Linked DNA regions of Mus musculus: region 1 is linked to region 2. A link is a contact called in public HiChIP or PLAC-seq data. All regions are on one chromosome and are shown on one strand. Each heading gives the region's core, a stretch centred on a gene start, on an enhancer-like site or on the middle of the called end of the contact. The rest is flanking DNA. Distances are from core to core; before and after follow the strand shown.

The links. HiChIP or PLAC-seq counts read pairs in DNA pulled down with a chosen protein or histone mark.
Region 1: an H3K27ac HiChIP or PLAC-seq map of embryonic stem cells shows a contact between it and region 2, with 11 read pairs. The contact joins the enhancer-like site here to the promoter of Platr30 in region 2. A contact is called at or near these places in 5 of 39 promoter capture datasets (the C10 cell line, embryonic stem cells, hematopoietic stem and progenitor cells and 1 more), 2 of 115 datasets of contacts at active chromatin or transcription factors (embryonic stem cells and memory CD8 T cells) and 1 of 9 other capture datasets (adipose tissue).

Annotation. Positions count from the first base shown.
Region 1 is chr3:96,619,530-96,626,687 of GRCm38.p6, forward strand. Lix1l (Lix1-like) reads left to right here. Exons shown (of 6, transcript NM_001163170.1): 4 at 1,780-1,875; 5 at 2,614-2,691; 6 at 4,135-5,823. The coding sequence ends at 4,377. It also overlaps the pseudogene 6330549D23Rik. Among named protein-coding and RNA genes, the nearest start is that of Rbm8a, 6.8 kb to the right of the region's middle. Within about 2 kb of position 3,857, at least 6 of the 459 cell types and tissues checked have an H3K27ac peak or open chromatin away from gene starts, as enhancers often do. A contact at or near this core is called in embryonic stem cells, where this site is marked.
Region 2 is chr3:96,342,943-96,349,296 of GRCm38.p6, forward strand. It overlaps Platr30 (pluripotency associated transcript 30), which reads left to right and starts at 2,345. Exons shown (of 6, transcript NR_152105.1): 1 at 2,345-2,580; 2 at 3,182-3,435. It overlaps n-TEttc3 (a tRNA gene), which reads left to right and starts at 3,733; the gene lies at 3,733-3,804.

The DNA of each region.
Region 1 (7,158 bases), core at 2,607-5,106, 280 kb after region 2:
GCGTTCCCCTGTACTGGGGCATATAAAGTTTGCAAGTCCAATGGGCCTCTCTTTCCAGTGATGGCCGACTAGGCCATCTTTTGATACATACGCAGCTAGAGTCAAAAGCTCCCGGGTACTGGTTAGTTCATAATGTTGTTTCACCTATAGGGTTGCAGATCCCTTTAGCTCCTTGGGTACTTTCTCTAGCTCCTCCATTGGGGGCCGTGTGACCCATCCAATAGCTGACTGTGAGCATCCACTTCTGTGTTTGCTAGGCCCTGGCATAGTCTCACAAGAGACATCAAAAAACAAATTTTAAAAACAAAAACAAAAAAACAAAACCCAAAACAAGGTCCTGGACACATGGATCAATGATTAAGAGCACTGACTGCTCTTTCAGAGATCCTGAGTTCAATTCCCAGAACCACATGATGGCTCACAACTATGTATAATGGGATCTGAAGCCTTCTTCTGGTGTGTCTGAAGATGGCTACAGGGTACTAATATACATAAAATAAGTTAATAAATCTTAAAAACAAACAAGAGAAAAACAACAAATAAAAGAGGGAGGGAAGAAGGGAGGGAGGGAGGGAGGGAGAGAGAGAGAGAAAGAGAATTAATATCTGGCCTCCACACATACACAGAGACTCTTAAACTATTTATTTATTTGTTTGTTTGTTTGGTTGGTTTGGTTTTTTTCGAGACAGAATTTCTCTGTATAGCCTTGGCTATCCTAGAACTTACTCTGTAGACCAGCCTGGCCTCGAACTCAGAAATCCACCTGCCTCTGCCTCCCAAGTGCTGGGATTAAAGGCATGCACCACCACCACCCAGCTAAACTATTTGTTTTTATTTCAATGTGGCAACTGAACATTTAAAATTAAACGTATGGGAGCTGGTAAAATGGCTCAGCAGTTCAGAGCACTTGCTGCCTTCTTTTTCTAAGATTTATTTATTATTATACATAAGCACACTTTAGCTGTCTTCAGACACTAGAAGAGGACATCAGATCTCATTACGGATGGTTGTGAGCCACCAGGTGGTTGTTGAGATTTGAACTCAGGACCTTTGGAAGAGCTGTTAGTGCTCTTAACCTCTGATCCATCTCTCCAGCCCCAACACTTGCTGCTTTCTAAAAGGATGGGAGTTCAGTTCTTTATGTCAGGTGAGCTGTCTGTAGCTCCAGCTCCAAGGGGAAGCTGCTACCTTCCTCTGGCCTCTGTTGACATTCACACGATACACAAACATACACACATTAAAAAAAAAAATCTTTAGGAGGGGGGAGGAGAGTAGTGGGGGAGGGTATGGGGGACTTTTGGGATAGCATTGGAAATGTAAATGAAGAAAATACCTAATTTTAAAAAAAGGAAAAAAAATCTTTAAAAATTAAATATGTGGCTCATGAAGGGCTAGAGATATCACTCCTTGGCCTTTTGGCTGAGATGAAGTGTGCGAAGGGCTAGAGATGAGTTAGCAGTAAAGCATTTGCCTTGCAAGCACAAGGCCCTTATTTTGATCCCCAAAGCCCACTTAAAGTGCTGAGTGTGGTAGCTCTCATGGATAGTTCCAGCCAGTCTAGCCTGCCTGGAGAGCCTCAGGCCAAGCATCCTGTCTGACAGGAGTGGTCAGTGTTTCTGAGGAATAGCACGCACTAGCCTCCGGCCTCCAGATGAGTACGCTGCACACATGCACATACATATTCACACGCACAGAAATGTGACTAGTGTCTATTGGATAGTGCCAGTCAAAATAATCTGACTAAAGATCTATTTGTCATTTTCTTTCTCCTGTTACCAGGGTAACAGAGAGGAAGCTGACAACCCAAATACGGGGATTGGTGCCTTCCGATTCATGTTGGAATCTAACAAGGGCAAGTCAATGCTGGAGTTCCAGGTACAGTTCCACTCACATCCCTGGCTCTAATAAAGCAGAGCAGCCTGACAGACACAGCAATTTTAATGCCACCTACTAATCCTTACCTCCTTATTCAGAAAAAGACACAGGGAGAAAATGTGGTTAAAATTTACAGTGCACAATTACCTCTCTTCCCCCTCGGGGTGCATACCAGAATTGGTAATTATAGATGCTTCCACAATATGATTTGTAAAACTTTTCCCCTGTAATTCTGATGCAGTCTCCTAACTTAAACTCACTATCCTGGTTGTATTAGTCAGGGTTCTCTAGAGAAACAGAACTGACAGAATGAATGTATGTGTACCCCCCACACACAGTTTATTAGAATGACTTATAGGCTGTGGTCTGACTTTTCCAAAAATGACTGACTCTTAGAATCCAGCAGCGTTCAGCTCATGAGGCCGGATGTCTCAGCTGCTCTTCAGTATACACCAGAATCCCAAAAGCGTAGGCTATAATGCCAATGAAGGAATGGACTTCCTGGCAAAGGCAAGAGCAAACAGGCAGAGAACAAGCTTCCTTCTTCAAGTCCTTCATAGAGACTGCCCCGAGGTGTGGCCCAGACTTAAGGGAGTGTCTTCCCACCTCAAATGATCCAATCAAGAAAAAACCCTCACAAGTATACCCAGCAGTTTGGGTTTTAATTAGTTCCAGGGGTCATCATCATGTTGACAACAAAAAATGGCCTTCACGCTGGTGTTTCCTCTCGTTTCTCAGGAGCTGATGACAGTTTTTCAGCTGCTGCACTGGAATGGCAGCCTTAAGGCCATGAGGGAAAGACAGTGCTCTCGACAGGTAAGAGTCACCCGAGAGAAAAGGGCAGGAGGAAAACTACTTTGGGCTGTTAAATGGTTACTAGGCTGTGACTACTGAAGGCCTTATTCTAGCATCTTTGCTCTTGTATTCTTTTTTGTTTTGTGTATTTCAAGACAAGGTTTCTCTGTGTAGCCCTGGCTGTCCTGAAACTCACTCTGCAGGGAGTAGCTGGCCTTGAATAGAGATCCACCCATCTCTGCCTTCTGCAAGCGCCTGGTGTGCTCTTGTAGTCTTTGCTTTTTGAATGTCACTGGGCTCCTTTTGCCATGCTTCTCCACCATAAAGTTTCCCTTAGGAAACTCTTTGGCTAAACTGGGCTTGGTAGCTCACACCTTTAATCCCAGCTCTTAGGAGGCAGTGGCAGGCAGATCTGAGTTCTAGCTAGTTCCACATCAGGTAGTGCTACACAGTGAGACCCTGTTTCAAAACAAAATAAAACAAACAAAAAGCCCTACCTTTTTGTCCTCTCTATTTCCTGGCTGCTATGACATGAACTAGTCTGCTCTGCTATGCCTCCCTTCTAAGACAGGCTGATAACTCTGAAACGATCACCTTCTGAGTATCTAAGAACTCAGGAAGGACCAAATCTATCACACTAATTGTGGATCAGTCTCCATTGTTTCATGGAACCCTCCCCTTCCTTCTAGAACAAGGAGCTAGCTGGAACAGAAGAGATAAAATAGTCACTGCATTTTTAACATAATTTTGCCAAGTTATGGGCATTCCTACAGACCCTTGAGCAAGGGCCAGTGGTGGCTTGATACAGTGTACTTGCTCTATAGAAAAAGTTCCAGGATGGCCAGGGCTACACAGAGAAACTCTGTCTAACCAAACAACCAAGGAGATAGTGTGCTGAGGGTTTCACACATTTAGATTTTGTAGTTTTAAAAGATGGCCACACTGGGCGTGGTGGTGCACGCCTTTAATCCCAACACTTGGAAGACAGAGGCAGGTGGATTTCTGAGTTTGAGGCCAGCCTGGTCTACAGAGTGAGTTCCAGGACAGCCACGGCTACAGAGAGAAACCCTGTCTCGAAAAACAAAACAAAACAAAAAAGATGGCCACATTTTCCACCAGTCAAACACCTTCTACATGCTGTTGGAGTACTGGAAGGTGTGACCTGTCCTTGAGCCTGAACTTCACTGTGCTCCCCACAGCAGGGCCCTGTGCTTCTCTGATCTGTGCATGTATTCAACCTCCTGCTCCACGCCCTTCTGCTTTACATAAATTCTTATAAGACAGGGGGAAACAACTCTTTATAGGACATATGTGCAAAGCAGGTCAGACAATCAAGGCTAAGTTCTATTGGGATCACTGTGCTATATGATATAGGACATACGTCTTATCCATCAGGGTCACTGTGCTAAATGACATGTATGTCTTTTAACCTTCTCAGTGATCTTTGCGTTCCTCTCTGACCAGGAGGTGTTGGCTCATTATTCACATCGGGCCCTGGATGATGATATTCGCCACCAAATGGCTTTGGACTGGGTGAGCCGGGAGCAGAGTGTGCCAGGGGCACTGTCAAGAGAGCTGGCTTCCACTGAACGGGAACTCGATGAAGCCCGGCTGGCGGGCAAGGAGCTGCGCTTCCACAAGGAGAAGAAAGATATTCTCATGCTGGCTGCTGGGCAGTTGGGCAATATGCATTCTTCCAGCTGCTAAGCATCTACCCTCTACTCGCCATGGCTCTTCAGGCCCCTTTTTTGTATGTCTCCTTTTTAAGACTTAGGATGATGATTTCTGTATATACTTTCTCAATTTTATACTTTAAAATATAGATATATATGTATAAATTCTACACCTGGCTCCCTATTTGCTAAGAGATCCCTTTTCTAACTTCCAGTTTGGGGATGTAGTTACCTTTGAAATATCACTATCCATTTTATAGCGTGGTTGGCTCTTAAACCTTTAGATTATCTAAGTCATTAACATGTACAGTTTTCTAAGTGTTCATATCTCTTTCTTTTGAAACAGCAGCACACAGGTACGTGATGACTCAGCTATGCTCTCTGCACTCAGCAGTCTGAGACAGTATTGCTGTGAATATGAGGCCAGCCTGGACTACATAATAAGTTCCAGGTCAGCATGGGCTACAGTGTGTAAGATCCTGTTTCAGACCCCTCTCTCCCACACATAAAACCGCCCATATTCTTGGTTTCTACTAGACGAAAACAGGGTGGGAGCGTCAGGTTTTGGTTTGAAGTGACCGTCCGATCCACCTCCCCTGCTCACTTTCCTCCTTCCTTGCCTCTAAGTGCTCCTTCATTTGGGGGCTTCCCTACCTTATCCAGAAGATCTGGCTTCCTTTTGTTTTGTGAGACATCTTATTATGGCCTGGAACTCATCCTATAGATTAGGAGGGCTTCATGCTTGTGGTTGTATCCTGCTGAAATCATAGGCATGGGTCACAATGAGAAACTGCCTAGGAACAAGAGAATGATACACTCAATTCACATGGGGTGGGTAGGTGGCACTACCTGAGCTGCTTCTGAGCTTACCTACCCCTGCTAGCAGTCTAGCTTTCTGGGTGTGAGAAGAGGGTAAGGGTTGAGGCTGATACTGGTACACGCACATGTGAGCACACACTTTTTTCCATTTGTTCATGTAGCCCAGGCTGGTCTCAAACTCTTCTTCTGGCTGAGAATGGCCCTGAGCTCCAGACCTCCCGCATCAGCCTCTCCCTAGGATTACAGTGACTACCACCGCAGCTGCCTTAATCCTCCCCTCAGTGACAAGAAGCATCTTGTTCTTTAGAAACGGTAGCTGTTCTGTTTAGAGAGAACCATGTTCCTCTCTTGTCCACTGAGCTGTAACTCTGAATTTGTGGAGAATTCTATGTAGTAAGCTCAATTTCCCTTCTTTCTGTGGTCTCTGCTACATTGTATTATTGTTCAGTGCACTTTCTATCAAGTTGGGACAGTTAATGCTACTATAATGCGACTTCCCATGTGACAATTGCAGTTTGATTTTAGGTTAGGAGCTGGGTCTGGTGGTGCAGGTCTGCCATCTCAGCTACAAAGGAGGCCAAGGCAAGATTGGAAATTCAAGGTCTACCCCAGCTAGAGCAAGTTCAGGGGCAACCTGGGTAATTTAGCAAGACTCTATCTCAAAAATATGAAGTAAAAACAGGACTGAGGATATAGCTTAGTGGAAGAGAGTCAGCCTGGCATGTGAAGCCTGAATTTAATCTCTACTGCAAAAAGGGGAGGGGAGGGAAGGGGAGGGGAGAAGACACTTGGCAGGAAGAGGAGGGAGGGGAGCAGAGTTAGATCAGTTAGCTCCCTGGGTCGGAACAAGGTGAAAAGCAGCTTTCTTGCTTTTGAAATCATCTTTGTGACAAGGACACATGGGGTCAGGGTAGGGTGTCCAGTTAAAATAGTGTCACTGCTTAGAAAGGGGTACTTGGATTCCTTTAGTTAGCTTAGCTCTGTCTCTTGTTTCATAAAACACACTGGGTTAGAATAGAGGCTCCTGCATTACATGGTTTGTGTCACTGTTTTTTGTTGGGTTTTCTTTTTGGTTTTTCGAGACAGGGTTTCTCTGTATAGCCCTGGCTGTCCTAGAACTCACTCTGTAGACCAGGCTGGCCTCGAACTCAGAAATCTGCCCGCTTCTGCCTCCCAAGTGCTGGGATTAAAGGCATGTGTCACGTTTTAAATTGATAGTTATAACCTCGATGCCACGAATCCTGCAGTTTCTCCTGTGCTCCTTTCTTTGTGTCAGATGGGTTAAGGGTTATCAGTTTGGGGAAGAATTGTCCTTGTACCCCCTGGAATTATTTTTCTCAAAAATCCAAGACTCCAAAGAACATGGGAAAAATTGTTCTGTCCACTTTTGACGTTGAAGATTTTGGTTATCCTTTTCGTACTTTCTATGTATTTTCTATGTAAAATTTTACACAATTAAAAATGTTTTTTTGTCTAGTAAGCCAGAATGACTTTTTTCCCCTGTGACAGGATCTTGTGTAGCCAAGGCTGGCTTCCAAATGTGGCCAAGGTTGGCCTTGAATACTTTATCCTTCTACCTCTACTTCCCAAGTACTGAAGTCAGGGCCATGTTGGGGTTAAAATCGGAAAATGATTTTGCTGGCTTGTTGCTTAGTATCTCTGGGAAAAAAATTGATGAAGGAAAGGAATGAGGTGTATGATAAAACTGAACCGCTCCAGACGCAAAGTAAACCGTCTAAAGGTTTCTATGTGTGCCCTTGAAGAGCGTCTTTTCTCCAGCAGCCACTGAGCTCAAGCTGCAGGAAATCAAACTGAAGCCCTCATGCTAAGGTTGGCTGAATTACAGCGAAAATTCAAGTCTCAGCCTCAGAGGGGGTCAGCAGTTAAAGTAAGGGCATTAATAGGCAAAGAAAAGGATCCTATATCTTGGGATGGGGATGTGTGGGAGGACCCTGTTGAAACTGAGAACTCTGAATCCTCAGATTCTCAAGGGTTC
Region 2 (6,354 bases), core at 1,095-3,594:
GTTTGTTTTGTTTTGTTTTGTTTTTCCGAGACAGGGTTTCTCTGTGTAGCCTGACTGTCCTGGAACTCACTCTGTAGACCAGGCTGGCCTTGAACTCAGAAATCCGCCTGCCTCTGCCTCCCAAGTGCTGAGATTAAAGGCATGCGCCACCACGCCCTGCTTAGAGCTAGAATTATTAAAAGTTGTGAGCAGCCAACATAAACGCTGGGAATCCAACAGCCAATAGAACTCTTAACCATTGAACTGGCTCTCCAGTCTCCCCTCCCCCATTTGGGGGTAGCAAGTTGGTCAAAATATTCCCGAATAAAACACACACACACACACACACACACACACACACACACACACACACACACAGCGTCCTTTATTTGGTGGCGTCTAGCGAGGAACTCGCGCTGCCGCCACCGGGCAAAATATTCCCGAATAAAACACACACACACACACACACACACACACACACACACACACACACACACACACACACACACAGCGTCCTTTATTTGGTGGCGTCTAGCGAGGAACTCGCGCTGCCGCCACCGGGCAATTAGAGCGGATTAACCCACTACCGCTAAACCCGGATCCTAAAGCGCACATGGGCTCCTTCTCTGGGTCCTGTTGGTCACCCGGGCCGTAGCCTGGTCAGCGTGGGGTTCTCATGTGTGGCAGCGGAATTCCAGCATCCGGGAGACGCTGGCGGGTGCGTAGCGCCCACTCACTTCGCGAACACAGCCCAGCCAAGGAATGTTAACCTAAAGGTTCCAAGTTCACACCTACCCTGGGACTCCTGTTGTCATTTTAAACAGCTTTTTGTCCTCTCTCTCCCCGGCGGACAGCTAAACAACATTATCAGTGGCAGATGGACAAACACGCCCAAACCGGCACCCTTCTAGGGTCTGGACACCCTAACCCTGCTGATGGGATATCAATGCTAAACCGTGAGACTCAAATTCCTGAAAGGAATGCGCTCTCCCACCACACCCCACCCCGACTCCCCTTCGAGATAAAAAGATCCTGATGCCTTTGCCAACCCTTAAACAGCTAAGGCATGCGCCCCCTACTCTTTTCACCTGCAAATTAAGGTGGTCTGGGTATCCGGTGAGTGGCAGGAAACCTGAAGTTCAAGTGATTGCTCTAGTAACAAGGTCACCACCACAGAGAACATCAACATAGCCACTCTGCAGCACACAGCTAGTACTGCTACCATTTATGTTTGAGAGAAGGTTTTATGAATCTCACGCTGCCCTAGCACTCTCTTTTCAACTGGTCCTCCAGAGTGCTGCGGTACAAGGGTGGTGGGCCACCCTTGTACCAAACACCATGACTATTATTTTTGAAAAGAGCATATCTTAGTTTGTGCACTATGTGGCTTACCCATTCCAGATTTTATTTCTAAAGCCGATCGTTTTCCTGGTTATTTAGTGACCTCTACACGTTTTTTCTGTAGAGGAGATGTGTGTATCATGGCCACATAGTGTATGTTGTGCCTTGCCTGTGCTCACTTGAAGGCTGTTATGGAAGACTGTTAAAGAAGAGCCAATGGAGAGAAGGTGCAGGAGACAACACCTGAGAAATGGCCAGGGCCAGGTAGCCCCTGTCTTAGCTGTTCCTGCCATCACAGCTGCTACTGATAAACCAGCATGCTTGGTTTATCCATCTTAGGCTTGGAAGCCACCTAGTAAGAACACACCAGGTTAACTCCTGTTTGTGATTAAACCTCTGTTTCTCAAGGACTGGGCTATGCTCTACCTGTAACCTTAACTACATATGGCTCTGTACTGCCTGTCCCAGGAAAAAAACTATACCTTTGTTTCAAAAAGTTGGTATGACCACCGTACAGCCATGTCTTTGTTTCTGGAGAGTATTATCAGCACTTTGTTATGTTTCTGTCACTCTGCCTATTTGCCAGCCGAACCCCGCTTGGAAACCCCCTACTCCTGAGCTATAAAAACTCTCATCTTCCCCATGTCCAATGTTGATGATCTCTTGTACCCCACTTTTAGCCCGTACACACCCCACACACACCACACATACCAACACCACCACCACCACATATACCCACTCCACCACCACCACCACCCCACACACACACTTAAATTTATGTAGCCATGATTTGGGTCAGTTTTCTTTCGCCTAAAGCTACTACTTGAATTGCTTTGACAAAGATAAAGCCAGACCTTAGCTGAAACTGTGAAAACAAACTATTCAGTAAGTACAAAGCACAGATGCTGCCACTGAGACCTGTAAATGAATGAGTACCTGGGTATTCTAAAGGGGAGTGGGGCATCAGAGGTCAAGTCAGAGAAGGGTCAGCACAGGTGAAAATTCTCCAAGGGCTTGCTGGTGTAAATGCCCATCCCACTAGGCTGCTGGTCTGAACTCCCTGCCGATAATGCTTTGTGCTCTTCCTGGAGATGCGGTCTCCTGGTCCAGAGTAATTGTCAGTCTCTGGCACACTCTTCCACTATTAAGCACGTTGGCACTGCCTGAAGGACTGCAACCACAGTGACACTTTGACTCCGTCAGAAGCCACCACTACACAGGGTGCAACTTAGTGTCATGGATGAATCTTCAAGGCATGGTGTAAGCTTTTTCTCCCGGCCTCATCAGCATCATTGCTAACATTTGTAAGATCCCTGAAAGGGGACATGTTTGCTTTCCTAAAACACATATATTTACATCACAATTTATACAGTAGTAAAGTTACAGTTACGAAGTAGCAATGATAATAATTTTATGGGTGGGGGTCACCACCGCATGAGGAACTGAATGAAGGGGATCTCAGCACTCGGAGGTTGGTTGAGGACTATGTTCAAAATAAGGAGACATAGGGGAAAGAGGGTGAAGTGGAGGCAAAAATGACAGAACCTAGGTGGCTGTATTTGAGGCAGAGGTGGAAAGGGAATGCCTAGGAGTCCCCCACCCACCGCAGGCAGCCCTGTGAACACCAGGATTGACCTCCATCCCCTGCTGAGACTGGGTTGAGCATTGGGGCGCAGAGGCAAGCTAACTTCCCTTAGCATTAGATCCGGGAATCTGCAACTTTCGTCTTCCGAAATCTCTACAGGTTGACAGTGTTTAGTGTCTAAAAACCAGAAAGGTTTTGTTTTTCTTTTTTGCTTGTTTTCGTTTTTTTGTTTGTTTTTCCTGAAAGCCATTTGCTTTCCTCCTTCCCTAAGCACAGCTGCAGAGCACAGCATCTAGTCAGGCAAGTCTCCACTAAGTCTTCCTGCTAAGTCTTCCTCTCGAAAGACCGTTAGGATGCTCGAGATGGTCGGGGAAGAAACGGAACCAGCATGCCAATTGCTCCCTTGAGCCAATTATCATGTAAGGGACCTGGAAAAGGATGCTCGACACACACTGAGACCTGTCCTCACTTAAACCACCACGAACCCGAAAAAGTGTTTCTGCACAAGGCTAGACTGGTCTGGAATCCAGGTGAGTTTCCTTATGGCCTGGCCTCAGAGCCCAGTGCACCACCTGGCCCCGGGAAACATGAGAGGTGGAACAGAGGCTGTAGGACGCTGGGGGGTGGATGTGAGCACACTTGATACCTGCTAGTCTTCAGTTTCTGGTCCTGCCGGCATTTATTGGTAAATACCCTACTACATGACATGCCATTCAAATTCTGTTATTCCCTGGTAGTCTTGTGACTAGGATTCGGCACTTTTACGATTCCGACCCGAGTTCACCTTAAGTGCGATTACAACCCAGGTTCACCTTATGTTCTGTCCGTCCCTGGTGGTCTAGTGGCTAGGATTCGGCGCTTTCACCGCCGCGGCCCGGGTTCGATTCCCGGTCAGGGAAGGCTTTTGACCACAAGAATCCTTCAAGGTTTGTGAGCTGTCCTGGAAAAGTCAGTTTCAAGGTTGACAACTCAAAGTTGAAACTGTCAACTCAAAGTTTCCAAATAAATAGCAATTCCCAGGCGACAAACACGCACGTTGTTGGCCATGTACCTCTAGACATATTTTGTTTTCTTTTTTAAATGTCTTGTTTTTTTCCTCGTTTCAGGATAATTCAGTAAAAATTACCAGACATAAAAATAAGCAAGTACTTTGACCTTGAAATTGCTTTTTAGAATTAATTCTTATTATATGTGTAATATAGCCTTGTTATATTATTATATAAATATCCTATATAGAGAATCCAGTTCATGTGCATGAATTAGGAAAATTTTAAATATATACTACTCCACTCACAACACAAAGAACATGCAATTTTTGAAGGGCTGGTACTGGTGATGGAACCGGTGTTTCAGACAAGTTTTTGTTTTGTTTTGTTTTGTTTTGTTTTGTTTTAAAGAAGTTATGTGTAAAGGTGTCTCGATGGCATGTATGTCGGGAAACCACGAGTGTGTGGCTGATACTCTGGATGGCCAGAATAGGGTATTGGATCTTCTGGATACTAGAGTTAGAGCTGTTATGTGAGTGTGATCTTCTCAAATAGCAGAAACCATCTCTACAGTTCCCTAGCACCAGTTCTACACTATTACTCTATGTAAGGAACCCTGTTATAGCTGAGTGTGGGGTGGTGGTACCTAACTTTAGTCCCAATCCTCTGGAGGAAAAGGGAGGTGATGTTGAGGCTAGCATTCTAGAACAGTTAGGGCTATGCAGAGAAACCCTGTCTCAAAAAATTAAACAAAATTAAATAAAAAAATTTAAATAAAAACAAGTAAGTAAATAAATAGAAAACCCGTTCCAATATTTATGTGTTGATTAATGTTCACTTTTATCTTGACTGGTGTGTCAAGATATGTGTTAAAAATCACCATGGATACAATCTCTAGGTGTGTCTATGAATGTATTAGCAGAAAGGCTTAACTGAGGAGAGAAGAGCCATCCTAAATGTAGGCAGACCAAGCTGTCAGCAAGGGTCTCAATTGAATACAGAAGAGAAAATTGCTAGTTGTCTCTTCACGCTTGTAATGGCTTCACTGGATGCCATATGGTCCTGCTACTATGCATGTCCCACAGTGACAAACTATACCCTCAAATTATGAACCAAATTAAGCCCTACCTTCTTTAAATTGCTGTTCTCAGATTTTTTTTCAGAGATTGATTTATTTTATGTATATGAGTACACTGTAGCTGTACTGATGGTTGTGAACCACCATGTCGTTGTTGGGAATTGAACTCGACCTCTGCTCGCTCTGGCCCCACTCCCTCCGGTCCAAAGATTTATTATTATATGTAACTACGCTGTAGCTGTCTTTAGACACACCAGAAGAGGGCATCAGATCTCATTACAGATGGTTGTGAGTCACCATGTGGTTGCTGGGATTTGAACTCAGGATCTCTGGAAGAAGGTCAGTGCTCTTAACCGCTGAGCCATCTCAGATATTTGATCACAGAAAGTAAATACAAGGAGCCATTTAATTTGGGGGGCAGCCCATGAAGAACCCCCCCTCCTAGCCTGCTTCAAAATGGAGAAATTTAGGTATAGAAAACCTCAATGACTTATTTAAGGTCCCACCCCAGTCTCTGAGGTTCCCCTCAAGTCTGAAGCGTCCTGTTAGAATGCTGCGAGTTTCCCCTTCTCCTCAGTTACTGGCAGCTCCCCAGAGGCCCACAGCTTTAAAAACGAAGTCTGTAGAGGTGAGCAGGAGTGGGTTGAGTTTATGTGTCTAGAAAGTGAGACTCTGGAGCTCTGGAACCAATAATTGTGGGGAGGAAAATTTTTTTCCAGAATTTTAATGTTCTGAATAAGATTTTTAAATCTTTAGCTGCAGATGAGACTTTCTCAATGCACTTACAGAAAAGTGCGATATGGATATGGACGAGGGATGGGCAGAAAAGAATAGTTATGGGGTCAGCATGTGTCTTAGAGATGCCTAAGAACCAATCACACCTCGAAAGAGATTTGTGGAGTAGGATTTACAGATGGTTGTGAGTCACCTGGGCACTGGGAGCAGAACTGGAGTCTTCTTCAACCTTTAAAACAATATTTTTTTGTTCACTTTATATCCCAATCTCTGCCTCCGAGAGGGTGGAGCCCCCTCCCTATCCCCCAACCTGGCACATCAAGTCTCTTCAGGACGAGGCACATCCTCTCCCACGCAGGCCAGACAAAGCAGGCCAGTTAGGAGAACATTCCACAGACAGACAACAGATTTAGCGATAGCCCCCACTCCAGTTGTTGGGGGATCCACATAGAGACTTTGCTACATATGTGGGGGTTGTGGGGACGATTCAGTTCAGCCCGTGTACTCTCTTTGGCTGGTGGTTCAGTCTCGGAGAGCCAAGGGTCCAGGTTAGTTGACTGTAGTGGAATCCTATCCACTTTGTGGGCTTCAATCCTCCCCCCATCTCTTCCACAAGACTCCCCCAGCTCCACCCAATGTCTGGCTCTGGG